2 separate regions of the Zea mays genome follow, and region 1 is linked to region 2. The links are chromatin contacts, called in public Hi-C maps. All regions are on one chromosome and are shown on one strand. Each heading gives the region's core, a stretch centred on a gene start, on an enhancer-like site or on the middle of the called end of the contact. The rest is flanking DNA. Distances are from core to core; before and after follow the strand shown.

Region 1 (7,017 bases), core at 1,027-3,526, 180 kb before region 2:
AAATGGAGAAAAATGTCAGCTACAAATTTATAAATATTTTAGAGACATACAACTTTTATTTGGATCACTTCTTCATTTGTGATCGTTCGAAGAATTTATTTATTTTAGCTGAGACAAAATCCAAATACATTTTCCTCTCATAGATGGTTTTAGATAAAAAGAAAGTATGTACTACAAAGTTGTATAACTTTTTTGAGATCTATCATTCTTTTATGGTTTGAAGAATTTATATATTTTAGCTGAGAGAAAATTCAAATTTACATGTAATTTTGTTGGATAGATAATAAATGAGAATGTTGTCAACTACATAAACCTTTTCTTTTAATCATTTCTGCATGCAAAAACATTTAATACCGCTACACACTCACTTGTGGAGTCACCGGTCCTTTATAGAGGATATGGATTATATTCATGTGGTAACTCAATAAATCGTCTGAACCGAATATTTCGGAATTAAAATGATTTCAAAATAAAGAAAACTTATATCTATAACTTTTCAAGATTTATAGTTTTTGTTTTGGTCACTTTTCCATCCAAGTTTTTTTACTAACACTACACACTTATTTGTGACTATAGAATATATATATGGGCCCGTTACATTAACTCGATAATCTTATGAATCAAAAATTTCGGTACGAAAATAACTTCAAAATAAAAAAAATATCAATATTATAAAGCTAGTCACTGCTGGTTCACTTTATAACCGTCGGTTGTAGGAACAAAGCAGCTAGCAGTGAATAATATTAGTTACTTAGTAGTGATGCATATCCACGATTCTTTTTTTTTTGTCTTTTGACTCTTCATTGCACTCGGTACTGCCAGTTTATTTCAGTGGAAGTTTTATGTTACTATTTCTCAAACTACAACGTAGTAAAAATATTGCAAGTTTTATTCTCTTAAAAATTCATTTCATCAGTTCTGTAGAACTTTTATTATATCTCTCTTCATCAGTACTTACGAAACTCGATCTCGTGAATCCACCGCTGAGGTTGGTTTAAGAGATTTTAAAACATCCTATATAGGACGGAGGGAAAAAATGTTTTAATTCACTTTATCGAAAATAAATTAGAAATGACTTGAGGTTGGTTTAAGAACTTTTGTACTAGCAGGTGGAGTCGAAGCCAGACACAAGTCGTAAAAAAAGCCATATTGCACTGCAAAGAGTACTCCTGTGGTATGTAATAGTAGTATATAAACACTTCCGCTGGCGACGTATTCTATTTTAGTAACTGAATCTAGCTTTGGCTGCTGCTTTTATATACATGACAATATAATACTATATATGATGTACTGTCACATGTCCCACAGGGCGATGCAGTGGAAAAGACTAATGCATGCTGCTTACATCACTTCAACTGGAAACACAGCCGATCAGCACGACTTGATGCCTATATTTGATCTGATCACAGAGAGCATGGGGGGGGGGGGGGGGGGGGGGGGGGGGGGGGGCGCAATCATATCGCATGAATCGTTCGTAGCTAATATGAAAAGCGCTTAGCTAGTCGGGAATCGATCGATGCCCACTTACCAAACGGAAAGGCACTCACAATTTTGTACCGTGACTGTGATGACGCGATCTGGAAGCAGCACGGGTTTGATGACGTTGCTACACCTCCGTGCTCTGTGCGCATGCCTGCACGGACGGCAGCGGCTAGCAGCTGGGCCTAAGGAGCCAAATACGATTATTTGTGTACAGTTGCAGGTCAAGTATGCCCATGATCCAGACACCGAAGTAGAGCATGTGGATTTATTTGACCGCAAATTGTCTTGGTTAAGACAGAGAAGTGTTGGCACACACATAGCTAGCTAGATTCGAGCGAAAAGGCGCGAGAGAAAAGAAAGACCGGGTGTCACGATCACATATTCTAAACCGCAATTTAAAAGGCGTTGGAGGCAAACCACTTGAAAAGAGCAGCAGGGAGAGGGACAGGCATGAGCGCGACCGGCGGAAGAGCAGCTTCACACCTAATCTCACCGTGGTCGAATCGACGAAAGAGAGGCCAGGGTTGGGTTAAACCATCGCAAGAGACAGCTTCACCTAATCTCACCGTGGTCGAATCGACGAAAGAGAGGCCAGGGTTGGGTTAAACCATCGCAAGAGACAGCAGCAGCTACGGCAGCGGCTTTGCAGCCTTCCTGCAGGTGCAGCGCAGCGGCGCGCGTCAAAACTGGCAGGCAGCCCACACCCCCTCCAGTCCCACGTCTCTCTTATCTCTTCATCCCGCTCTTAACCCTGCTAAGCCCCTCTTAGCTTCGCCTGCCATAGCTCCACTCCAGAGCACACTAGCTTAGCTACACACAGGCCACAGGGGCACAAGAAACACCTGCCGATCGACGGCGATGGACTTCGACGACCACGACGACGGCGACGAGGAGGAGATGGCGCCGATGCCGGTGAGCTCCAGCTACGACGCCCCGCCTCTGGCAGCCGGCGGGTTTGGTGCACCGGCGCCGCCCAAGCCGCCCGGCGAGCGCGCCAAGGCCCCGGGCGGGCGGTACCGCGAGTGCCTCAAGAACCACGCGGTCGGCATCGGGGGCCACGCCGTGGACGGGTGCGGCGAGTTCATGCCGGCCGGCGAGGAGGGCACGCTCGACGCGCTCCGCTGCGCCGCGTGCGGCTGCCACCGCAACTTCCACCGCAAGGAGTCCCCGGAGGGCTCCCCCGCCGCGCTGGTCGCCTACGGAGGCGGCGCCGCCACGCCGCACCACCACCACTTCTCCCCGTACTACCGCACCCCGGCCGGGTCGTACTTCCACCACCATCACCAGCAGCAGCAGCCGATCCACATGGCCGCCGCGGGCCACCACACGCCGCGGCCGCTGGCGCTGCCGTCCACGTCCCACAGCTGGCGCGACGACGGCGACGACTACCTCTCCGGGGGGATGGCGGCCGCCGGGCCGGTGTCGGCGCTGGGCCCGCTGGGCCTGGGCGGCGGCGCCGGGCCCTCTGGCTCCGGCGGGTCCGGCAAGAAGCGGTTCCGCACCAAGTTCACCCAGGAGCAGAAGGACAGGATGCTGGCGTTCGCGGAGCGCGTGGGGTGGCGCATCCAGAAGCACGACGAGGCCGCCGTGCAGCAGTTCTGCGACGAGGTCTGCGTCAAGCGCCACGTGCTCAAGGTGTGGATGCACAACAACAAGCACACCCTCGGCAAGAAGCCGTAGGCGTAGCTAAGCAGCAGGCAGCGTCACACCATGACACCCCCACCCCAACGCGTGTACTGTACACACGCAAGAGCCACGCCCACGCGCGCATGCATCACACACACACACACAGCGGTTGATCGCAGTCGCAGATCGATCGACGGTGGCCGTGGCCAGCCTCTCCTCCGGGTACGGGTAGGTACACCTGCATCCTCTTTGTTAGCATTCGGCTCCGGCGCCTTCGTGCCGTGGCGGCCGGAGTAGGTTAGTTGCAGTAAGTAACTCGTAGCGAGGTGCTCGATCGATCTTTCTTGCTTGGCTTTATTAGGCCGTTCTTTTTTACTTCTCATTTAACCGTACTTGCTGGTGTTGTTTATTAATTAATTCCTGCGGCATGGGCCATTTGCCGGTTTGCTTGGTTGTTCTTGGCGTTAATAATTCTTCAATGGCAAATGTACTTGGTGTTGCGATGCCAACAAGTGTATCTGGGGATTGGGGCTGCATGGATTCTGCCACTTCTCTCTCTCTCTCTGTGTGTATGTCGTGCTCGTGCACTGCCCTCTTTATATTTTTTGTGGTTGGGATCAGCTCAGCTGACGATAATTTTGCTCATGGTTCGGTTCCTAGTCAGATGCCGCATGCCGCGCCTAAAGAAGATAGGAGGATATAGGCCACTGTTCCATTCTCTATAGTACTCTCTTAATCTCTTTGCTTTGTCTTCTGCTCAAACTCGTTGGCACGTACGTACCAGTCCTCCACTGCTTGTTCCTGTTCCTGTTCTTGCTCAAGCGCACGGGAGGTGTAGCAAGTTACTTGCTTTACACTTCCAAGTCACGCGCTATAGAGGTGTATCAAGTTACTTTTACCATGGTTTTGCTCAGTGGAGCGTAAATGATAGTATGGCCCTTGGTAAAGTCTCCCCTCATTTTTTACTTTGACACACGCATGCATCATGCATGTACAACAGACGCACTGTGAACTGTGCACACGATGATGTGTTCTTCGCTTGTCCTCTTCAGCTTGGATCATCAATGCACTCGCAACGCGTTCGATTGCGCGCGCGCGCGAGCGAGCGAGCTCCATCCGCATTAACTCCTCCCCCGATTCGCGAGCCTTGTTAAGGTTGTCGCGACACGAAGAGCGAAGGTGACGACGGCATGGAGCGCAGCTGCTAGCGCATGCGTGTCGTTGTCATCCCAGCACCCCTCCCGAGGCCGTGGCACCGCGCCATCTCCGTCGGGCTTCCTGCCATTGCCATGGCATGGCACTCCACGCCACGCTTGCTATGGCCTTCCGCCCTTCCCACTTGTACTCTTCGTCGCGCCCGGCCCGCTTTCAGTTCTCCTGCTACGCCATGCCGATGCGGCTTTAGCGCTTTACATTCATGGCGGGGCTCGCCGTGGACTTGCACAGTTGCACTGGCCACTGGGCGGCCTCTCCCAGCTCACGCATTTATGGCAGCTTCGCCGGAGTAGTGGACTCTGCCTGTCGCGCGCACCGTGCTTTTGGACGCTGCAACTGCAAGAAAAGGAAGACGACGACGACGACCGTCGTACTCGTACCGGGAGAGAGAGAGAGAGGCAGCCTTGCCAGTAGAAGCCGGGGCCCGAAGGGATCGGAGAGCCCAACATGCACGCCAATAGTTTGCGACCTTTGCTTTGGAGTAAAATTCACCAGCTTCTCAAATTAGCCGGCGGTGTTAATTTTCCGGTCCTTAAAACTTTAGAGTGATAATTGTGTAAAATCTCTAGGTCTTTAAACTTGGTCAGCACGCAGTGATGTTTATTACGGTCCTCAGAATTTAAAGTGATATAATTGTGTAAAAACTATAGGTCTTTCAGCTATGTCAACAGTGCTATTTCACTCTCCATGAGCTTTTTGAAGTGATCACTATCGGTCGTCTATAAACTTCCAAGGTGATCACTATCGGCCCCAAAACTTCTAGCGATGCCATTCAGACTTCTGAGCTTAGTTTTTAGTTTAATCTAGTTCCAAACGGCGGGGGTAAGCGCGTATAGAGTGAGTTAGGGACTTAGATGAGATATATAAAATCAAAAGAAAGTTTAGGGTTCGGAATGACATCACCATTGGCTAAGTTTAGACAAGGATGGTGATTAGCTTAATTAGAAGTCCACTGGGCTTAAATGGTAGTTGGACATTCATTGACTCGGATAAAGTTTTAAGGGCCTACAAAAACATCACTTCAAAAGTTCGGTGACGAAGAACACCGGCAGTCAAATTTAGGGACAATGATGAGTTTTACTGCTTGCTTCTTTGCTTTTGGACGTACGCAGCGCATGCGCAACGTGCGTGCCATTGCTCGCGTGAGCAAGGAAAGTCGGAAATGCAGCGGCCTTTCCTCCTTCCTCGGGCCGGCCACCCTTCTGGCCTCTTCGTCTTCCTCTTGCTTTGTGCTACTGCAGTACTGCCCCGCTTTCGGCTCTTGCAGCTGCGTTCCAGCTGTGGGCGGAAACCAACTCCGGCGTCTCGTCGGCTCGGCCGTACGATCGAGCACAGTTTGCAAGCTAGGCTCCTGGGTTTTAGCCTATAGGCTAGGCGTGGCCGCGTGGGCGGTGGCGGTGGGCCGGTGGCGGCAGTATACATGTCCAATGGGCCGTGCCGGGCCGGCCCGGCCCGGGCACGGCTTGGCCCGGCACGAGAGGCACTAGTCCAAGCCCGGCACGGTTTGGTATCGTGCCGTGCCGGGCCGGCCCGCGGGCTGGCTAACGCGGCCCAAGCCCGGCACGGTTATTCTTACACGGGCCGTGCCGGGCCGGAGGCACGGCGGGCCTGTCGTGCCGGGTCGGGCCCGGTCCCATAAACAAAAAAAAACACTTCGAAATTCAGAATTTAAATGTAATATTCAAATTTATTTTAGATTTAATTAATTATATTTATAATTTTAGATACATATTTAGACAAAAGAATTTTAGATACATATATAAACACATATTACAAGTCAGAATGCTCTCATATAATAACATATCATAAGTATTATAGCTAAAAATAGACTGACCGTTATAAAATCAGTCCCTCAAACGGGCCGTTACCGTGCCTACCAATTAACCGTGCCGGGCCCGTGCCTGCACCGCGGGCCCAACGGCCAGCCCAAGCCCGGCACGGCTATTGAACCGGGCCGGCCCGGGCACGCCTCTAGTCGGGCCGTGCCGTGCTCGTGCCGGGCCACGACCGTGCCGGGTCACGGGCCCACTACCGGGCCGGCCCGTTTGGACATGTATAGGCGGCAGGGAGAATCTGACGACGGGGTCGCAGTGTTTTGTTCTCTATCTAAAGTCTAAACCACCTCAAAGTCGAAGAACTGGCGCCCACTTGGCCGAGGCTGACAGGTGGGGACCCGGACACTGGGTGTCCACCTGGCGCCACGAAAGCGTGCGGTGGCGCATGCATGCAACAGGTGCAGTTTGTGCAGCAGGTGCAACGCAGGCCGGCAGGGAGAATGCAACTCATGCATGCATGCATGCCGTCGGACATCCCTGGCTAGTCGTCTAGCTGTGCTGCTCAGCTCTCTCCGCCATTGTGCCCACTGCTCGTCTGCTCCCTAGATCTGGTCCAAGCTCTAAGCTACTCGCTGCTTCAGCGGTACAGTGCACTAGCCGTTCTCTGTATTTTTGGGATCCAAATGCTGTGGTCCTTGAACAGCTTGGTTGTGAGGCTGCCTCGCGTTTCTGACTCTCTACGCATGCTCCATGCTTGTCAAGTCGGAATAGACGACAAGCGGAGTTTTGGACACGTCCTGACTTTATAAATAAACAATGCATAATTTGCATGAACTTAACGGATAATAAGTTGAAAGCCATTTAAACTAGTGGGCCAGATACCAGATATCCATAGATATCCGTGTACAGTGCTAACATT
Region 2 (6,248 bases), core at 1,790-4,289:
CAGTTCATCAAGGCATAGCTATAGCACAAATTAAAGAAAGGGCCATAAGCTCGCATCAACACCATCAAGTTTTAATAATACTAGACAGATTCTCAAGCGCGCCTGCTGGGCACTAGCACTTTTTTTTGTGAACTGTGCTTGTGTTCCCGAGGCTTCCCCAGACGACGATGTCGCCTCTGTTTTAGTATTTCAATTACTCTCTCCTCTTTTTTTTCCCTATCCGGATCCGGTTCCCATGGTCTTTGCAGACAAGCAGTCAAACAAATGTTTCGGTGGCAGCGAGGTGGTGTCCTAGTGTTTCAAACTTCCATAGCGAGAAAAACCGATGGTTGCTGACGCTGATAGCTCGTGACCCCTTGAAAAGAAACCCGTTTCCAGCTCTTCTGGGTTCCTGTCTTACGTTCTTGGTTTGTTTTCGTGCTTCTTGGTGGATTCCAGTACTAGTTGATTATCCGCTATTAATTTTTTTCAATTTTTGAGCAAGAATTGTTTTTTCTTCTTCTCTTTTTACATTTTTCCTTTTTTTACAAACGGAAATTGGTCGCAAAATTACAAAACAGAGCAAACTACGCCCAATCCCCATCGTCTCGAGGACCTTTTATTTCAGTCGTCTCGTCCCGTCTCTCTCAGCTTTGTCAACCTGCAAAACCTTTGCTTTTTTTTTTCTGGCGATGCCGTTGTGGGCTTTTGTGGTGGCTGACTGCCTAGTGCCTACTGTTGCAAAAAAAAAAAAAGCTCACGAAATTCGGAGTACGTTTCTACCATGCGTTTCGGGCCGTCTTTATTCCCGGGCGTCGTACTACGTCTTTGTGCCTGCCGGATCCGTCACGTCCGAAATGCCCTGCTTTTTTTTGGCTGTCTGCGCCTCTTTTTTGCCTTTCAGGCGCTTTGGTTGAAATCCGGCGTCGGAGGCTCCCACAGCAAACCAAACCCTTCAGTCAGTGCGATCAAAAACCGCTTGACTTTTTCATCCGTCCATCATTGGCTTTAATCATCTGCTAATCTTCCTCCTCTTGCTGCAGACAGCCGGGGGGCAGTCGTCGTCGTCCTCGTCGCGCCAGCTGGAGCTCGCGTGCGAGGCGGCGGCGGCGGCGGCTCTCCTGTAGCTCAGGCAGCCAGCGTCCAGCACCCCGGTGGGGCTCCGCGGCACGGTGGCCGAGGAAGACGAGGCCCTGCGGCCGCTGCTGCTCGGGCCTTCACTTTTCAGCGGCTGCGGCAGGGCCATGGTGGCGGTGGCCTGCTGGATCGCTTCGAGGCATCGCGACACCCTCTCCTGCAGCCGCAGTATGCAGCGCAAAGCAACAAGGCATTATTAAATCGCCGTGGCTGTTGTAAATGCGGCTCACACGCGCTTCGGCAGGTGTGCCCTAGTGGCTAGTTGCTGCACAGGCAAGTCAAGGACGGCCGCAAACCTACGGCTTCGATGCATTGCATGCGGTAAACGCTAACGGACTGCATTGCGCTGCATTGATGAAAGACGCTAGCCGATCGAATCCGACGACAAATCTAGCGAGAACGTCTGCTGAGGCAGGTACACGCGTATACCTTATGTACACGGTGGGTGAAGGCCCTGTCGATGTCCACGGCGCGCTCTTCGCCGGCCACGGTGGCGGCGACGGCCAAGGCGATCTCCGAGGGCCTGAAATCCAAGCAGTGCGTCCCTGCCACGCGTTCGTAGCAGCAACGCCGTCAGACCGATCGGAACGGAATGCGCCGGTGTGGTTTTGCATGAGTAAAAAAAAAAAACCCCCGCCGGGTGAGAACTGAGAACTTCCTGGTCGTTGCTCACCTCTGGCGATGCACAGGATGAGCTCCGCGGATCGGAGGACGGCGCGTCTGCTCGGCGCGGCGCCGCCTCGGAGCCGGTGGAGGAAGTAGTCGACGTACGACAAGGGGGTGACCGCTTGCATCCTCCACTTGAGCGTGCTGAGGACCAGGAGCTCCATCCTCTGGATCGTCTTCGCCTCGAACACGTACCGCGCGTCCCCGGCCTGCTGCCCGACAGGATCCAGCAACAGTGAGATCGGGAACAAGGTCGCAGGGGCCGGCCAGATGGACGTCTGTAACGCGTGTGGCGGAGTACTATGCGTCTGCATTATTGCTCTCTAGCTCACCTGCAGGTCCAGGGACGAAGGGACGTAGGTCTCCTCCATCTTGGCGGCCAGGGACAAGCACGCCACGGACAGCAGCTGTGTCATCCAAGCCTTGCCTTCCTGAAAAATGGCGAGAGAGGCACATGGTTACCGGCACTGAACCACTGGAACATATGGTGCAGATTCTTGTTTCCGAACGCCGGCCATCTTCATTCCAAGAACCAAGAAGTAAACAGTGCCGCTTCATCATCACTTCGTAGGCTTTGATGATTCTTACCGGAAGCTGGTAGAGCGAGAGGAAGCGGTCCAGGTAGTTGACGGCCAAGCAGGCAGTGAGAGGGCCGAAACCGTAGCACGTGTGAACCTGTGGAGAGGCTAAAACTGTCAGATTATTATTCACGACAACAACAGGGGTGGAATGTGGATGGGTTGGGAACAAGACTTGGGAGACTGCTTCGGCCGAGCGCCCACCTTCCAAATCCAGTCGATGGCGTCCGTCCGGACGCGGAGATCCATCCCCCCGCTGCGCAGCCTCTCGGCGTAGTCCTCCCGCGGCATGTGCGCTGCCTCAGACTCCAGGAAACCGGCGACGCATTCCTCGGACGGCACGGGGAACTCCGCGCCGCCGCCGGGCTCCCCGCTCCGCGCCAGTAGCGCTTCCTCCTCGGCCTCCGCTTCGAGGTCCAGGATGCTGCTGCTGTCCTCGGCGCAGAGGAGGATGGAAGCCGCCACCTCGTAGCTGCTGGGCGCCATTTCCCTCCACACGAGATTTTGGTAACCTGGTGCGCGCCTGGTGGTAATGGTACAGGATACTGATTGAGTATCTGGCTCCGAATCTATGGTATGGTAGGTCTCCTCTTCTTCCCCTCCCCCTGCTCGTGTTGTTCCCGGCTTGCTGCGACTGCGAGCGAGGAGTGGAAGAGGAGGGGCGACCGGGCGAGTGAGCAAGAGCAAATATGCTGTGTGCCGTGAGGCCCTTTTTGTATGAACCGGCGTGCAGAACAGGCAGGGGCATTTTCGGAAAGAAGTGACTAGGACGCGATTAGTACGCGAAACCTGAGACAGGGGCCGGGTAGGGTAGCGGGAAGGGAAGGAAGGATGAGGGTGTGATTAGAAAAATGGTTGCTCACTTTCGTTCAGTTTTTCTTTTCTAGCCTGTACTTTGATGAGGCGCTCTACTTTTTAGAGCTTTTATGACATGGTTTTTTAGGGCTCTTTGTGTTTGTTTTTTATTTTTCTTTCTGGCTTTTGACCCAGCCACTCTCGTGATAAGGGGATATTTGGCATTCCATGGACTCTTTCTTTCTTTTTTTTGTTGAAAAACTATTCCCCCCCCCCCCCCCCCACTACAAAATATTTAGTAGGGCTTCTGTAAAAAAGTTAAAGATGAAATCGAAGAGAAACCTTACCAAACAAACATATACTCAGTAGCCATGTTTTGTCTTCTTCTAATTAAGCGTTAAACGACAAACAGTCCGTCACCTATCATTTAGATATTACTCCATCCGTCCTATAATATAAGACGTAACCACCTATTGTTCTTATCCCCACAATATAAGACATATTCTCTCTAGACACATGTACATCGATACGAATAAGAAAGAGAGAATTAAATACATTTTTTTGGTCTTTAAACGACAGTTCTTTAAACACCAATCAAACGTAGTACACTTTTACACTAGTACAGTCGACGGTCCAACAGAATGAAGAAGGATCCTTTGCTCGGAAAGGGAGAGGGGCGGAAAACAGTACCACACCGAGTGCCGCTGGATCGTGATATCATTGTTCAATTATTAACAAGAATATATACGGGTGGGATGTCACAAGTCCCACCCCATGGGAGTGAGTCCAATGGTTTGGAATGAATGCACTCGTGACGCGCTGCAGCTGCGCGCGTGCAGGCAGGTGCGTTCACGCTTGTGATAACGAGCATGGCCTCACCATCACCGACGACGTGGTAGGTGACTTCACGTTTTGTGATAACGAGCGTGGACCAGCTTTCTTTCGTCTCGCTCGGCATCTCCGTGTCGTTCTGTTCGCGGCCCCCCGCGCGCACTGCGAACCGGTGCAGAGCAGAGCTCATCTGCATCATCATCAGTCTACTTGCACTGCTGGTCTGTGCGTTCCAGTGCTCGCGCCCGCTGCTGGCTCGGGGGGCGTAGTATTTCGCGCGTCCACCCACTCTCCCAAAGTCCCACCCGGCACCCCCTCGCGACATGCGCAGCCTTTGCCTTTGTGGCTTTGTCCCCCGTTCCGCGGCTAGGGGCAGGATGGGCGCGCTACTCGCTCGCTCGGCCGCTCGGTCAGTCGGGCTCCGGCGACGCGCGAGACCTCCCACTTGAGTACAGTACTTCACCACTGCAGCTGAGCCCCCCCTGCCCGGTCGTCGCCGTCGGTCGACCCGCAGCCGTTCACTGCCCACCGGCCGACAGATGGGGCCACGCATGCGCATATCCCGTGAGGTGGTGTCGGCCCGGCGCTTGCCCGCCTGCAGGTGCCAGCCGTCGCGTACCCAGTGGCCCAGGGAGCGATGGACCAGGTGCCAGTGCCACGGCGTAGGGCGTACGTATTGAAGAGGGTCACGCCATCTGCGCTGCGAGAGGCTGCGTCAGCGACCGACCGGTGCGCCCGTACCGTGCGTTGTTTCGATCGGGCCGGTTCTCGCTCGCTCTCTGGTATGGTCAAGGAGGCGTACGTAACCGTAGGCCAGGAGCCCAGGACGAGCCGCGCCTGGTCCGATCATCCGACGACGATGGACGGACGGACGGAGTTGGGTGACCACGCTAGTAGCTACGACAGCAAGCGGAGGTGGGGTGGGGGTGGCCTCGGCGCGCGAGAATGGTCCATGGCGACGGACGACGGCAGGCAGGCAGTGTGTGGTTGAGATCCGAGCTCTCGGAATGGCCGCTCTTGACTGTTCGAAGGAACGCCTTTGCCCTTTTGCCGGGGCGCGTCAGTTTATCGGTGGTGCATGGACCGGGACGACGGCGACACCCACTCACGGTCACGGGCCGCGCGCGGCAGAGGCTAGCTGCTCCTCCAGTGCTATTGCTGCTGACCACGGCTCGTGCTTGGACATGCGATGTACTCGCGCACCGAGCTCGAGATGGAAACTGTGGCGCGCGAGCCAAGTGTGTGCTTCATGACTCCTGCCGCCGCTGCAGGTCCGGTGGAGGCAGAGCTGCAAAAGTCGGCGTCCTGTGGAGCTCCTTTGCATGGGGCAAGTGCGGTGCTTAGCACTAGCATGCACCTGCCCGCCCGTTCACATACCATGTGTTTGGTTGCGGTATGAGTCTAGCCAGCCCGGTATGAGTCTAGCCAGTATCGTTAGAATCAGGATGAGTCCATGCAAGCGATTTTGTTTGGTTGTTTGTACATGCTTGTGCAGATTAGACACCGACTTTATTTGGTTGTTTGTACTGAGACGTGAGTGTATAAATAAATCTCTAATATTATATAGTATGATTGGCCTAGTTTTGTCCACCAAAGTCTTAAAAACACTAATATAAAATTAATTAGTTGATCAAATCTTTTTAATTAAAAGATATAATAAAAAAACAATCCAAAAATGTATTCTCGTTTTGCATGCTGCATGTAGCGGCCGACTGTGTCCAGCCGGGGCGCGCGCGTACGCGAGATGCGGGCGTATGGCGTGGGCCTGGCCGGAAGCCAATATCTGCATCTGACGATCCTGCATCTATAAAGAAGAGAACCAAACAAACAACACTTTAGGCCCTGTTTGGAATCTTAGTATTTTTACAGTTTTGATGGAATACTATAGTATTAGATGATACTATGGTATATGAAGCCAAAATCTGTTTGCTTGTACCGGGTAAAACGCAGTTTTGAATACTATGGTCTATCTAAAACCGTAGTATTTTTACAGTTTTGAAAACTCCACTTGGACTTCAGTTTTCAAAGGCTTAGTAGCCATAGCGCTCCATGTGATGCATACGATTGTACGTGAGACAGCCCATGGCCAAACAGTTCTTAGTATTTTTGAAAACTATGGTTTTAATGTGGTTTTGAAAACTACAGTATTTTTGCCATGAACAAATGTAAACCATAGTATTTCAAAACTGTAGTATCTAAAAACTTTGTTGTCAAACAGGCCCTTAATGACCCACGGGTGCAGCTGCATGCGAACAGCAGTCA

What was found. Hi-C and Micro-C count contacts between places; a contact is called where the count stands out from the background.
Region 1: a contact with region 2 is called in a Hi-C map of leaf, with 7 times the contacts expected there. The contact joins the promoter of LOC100285525 here to the promoter of LOC100283538 in region 2. A contact is called at or near these places in 3 of 25 Hi-C or Micro-C datasets (leaf and tassel).

The regions. Positions count from the first base shown.
Region 1 is chr7:133,394,143-133,401,159 of Zm-B73-REFERENCE-NAM-5.0, reverse strand. It overlaps LOC100285525 (ZF-HD protein dimerisation region containing protein), which reads left to right and starts at 2,276. Exons shown (of 1, transcript NM_001158416.2): 1 at 2,276-3,642. The coding sequence starts at 2,341. The coding sequence ends at 3,162.
Region 2 is chr7:133,215,818-133,222,065 of Zm-B73-REFERENCE-NAM-5.0, reverse strand. It overlaps LOC100283538 (cyclin delta-2), which reads right to left and starts at 3,039. Exons shown (of 6, transcript NM_001156438.1): 1 at 2,565-3,039; 2 at 2,371-2,457; 3 at 2,115-2,213; 4 at 1,790-1,991; 5 at 1,546-1,661; 6 at 934-1,273. The coding sequence starts at 2,846. The coding sequence ends at 992.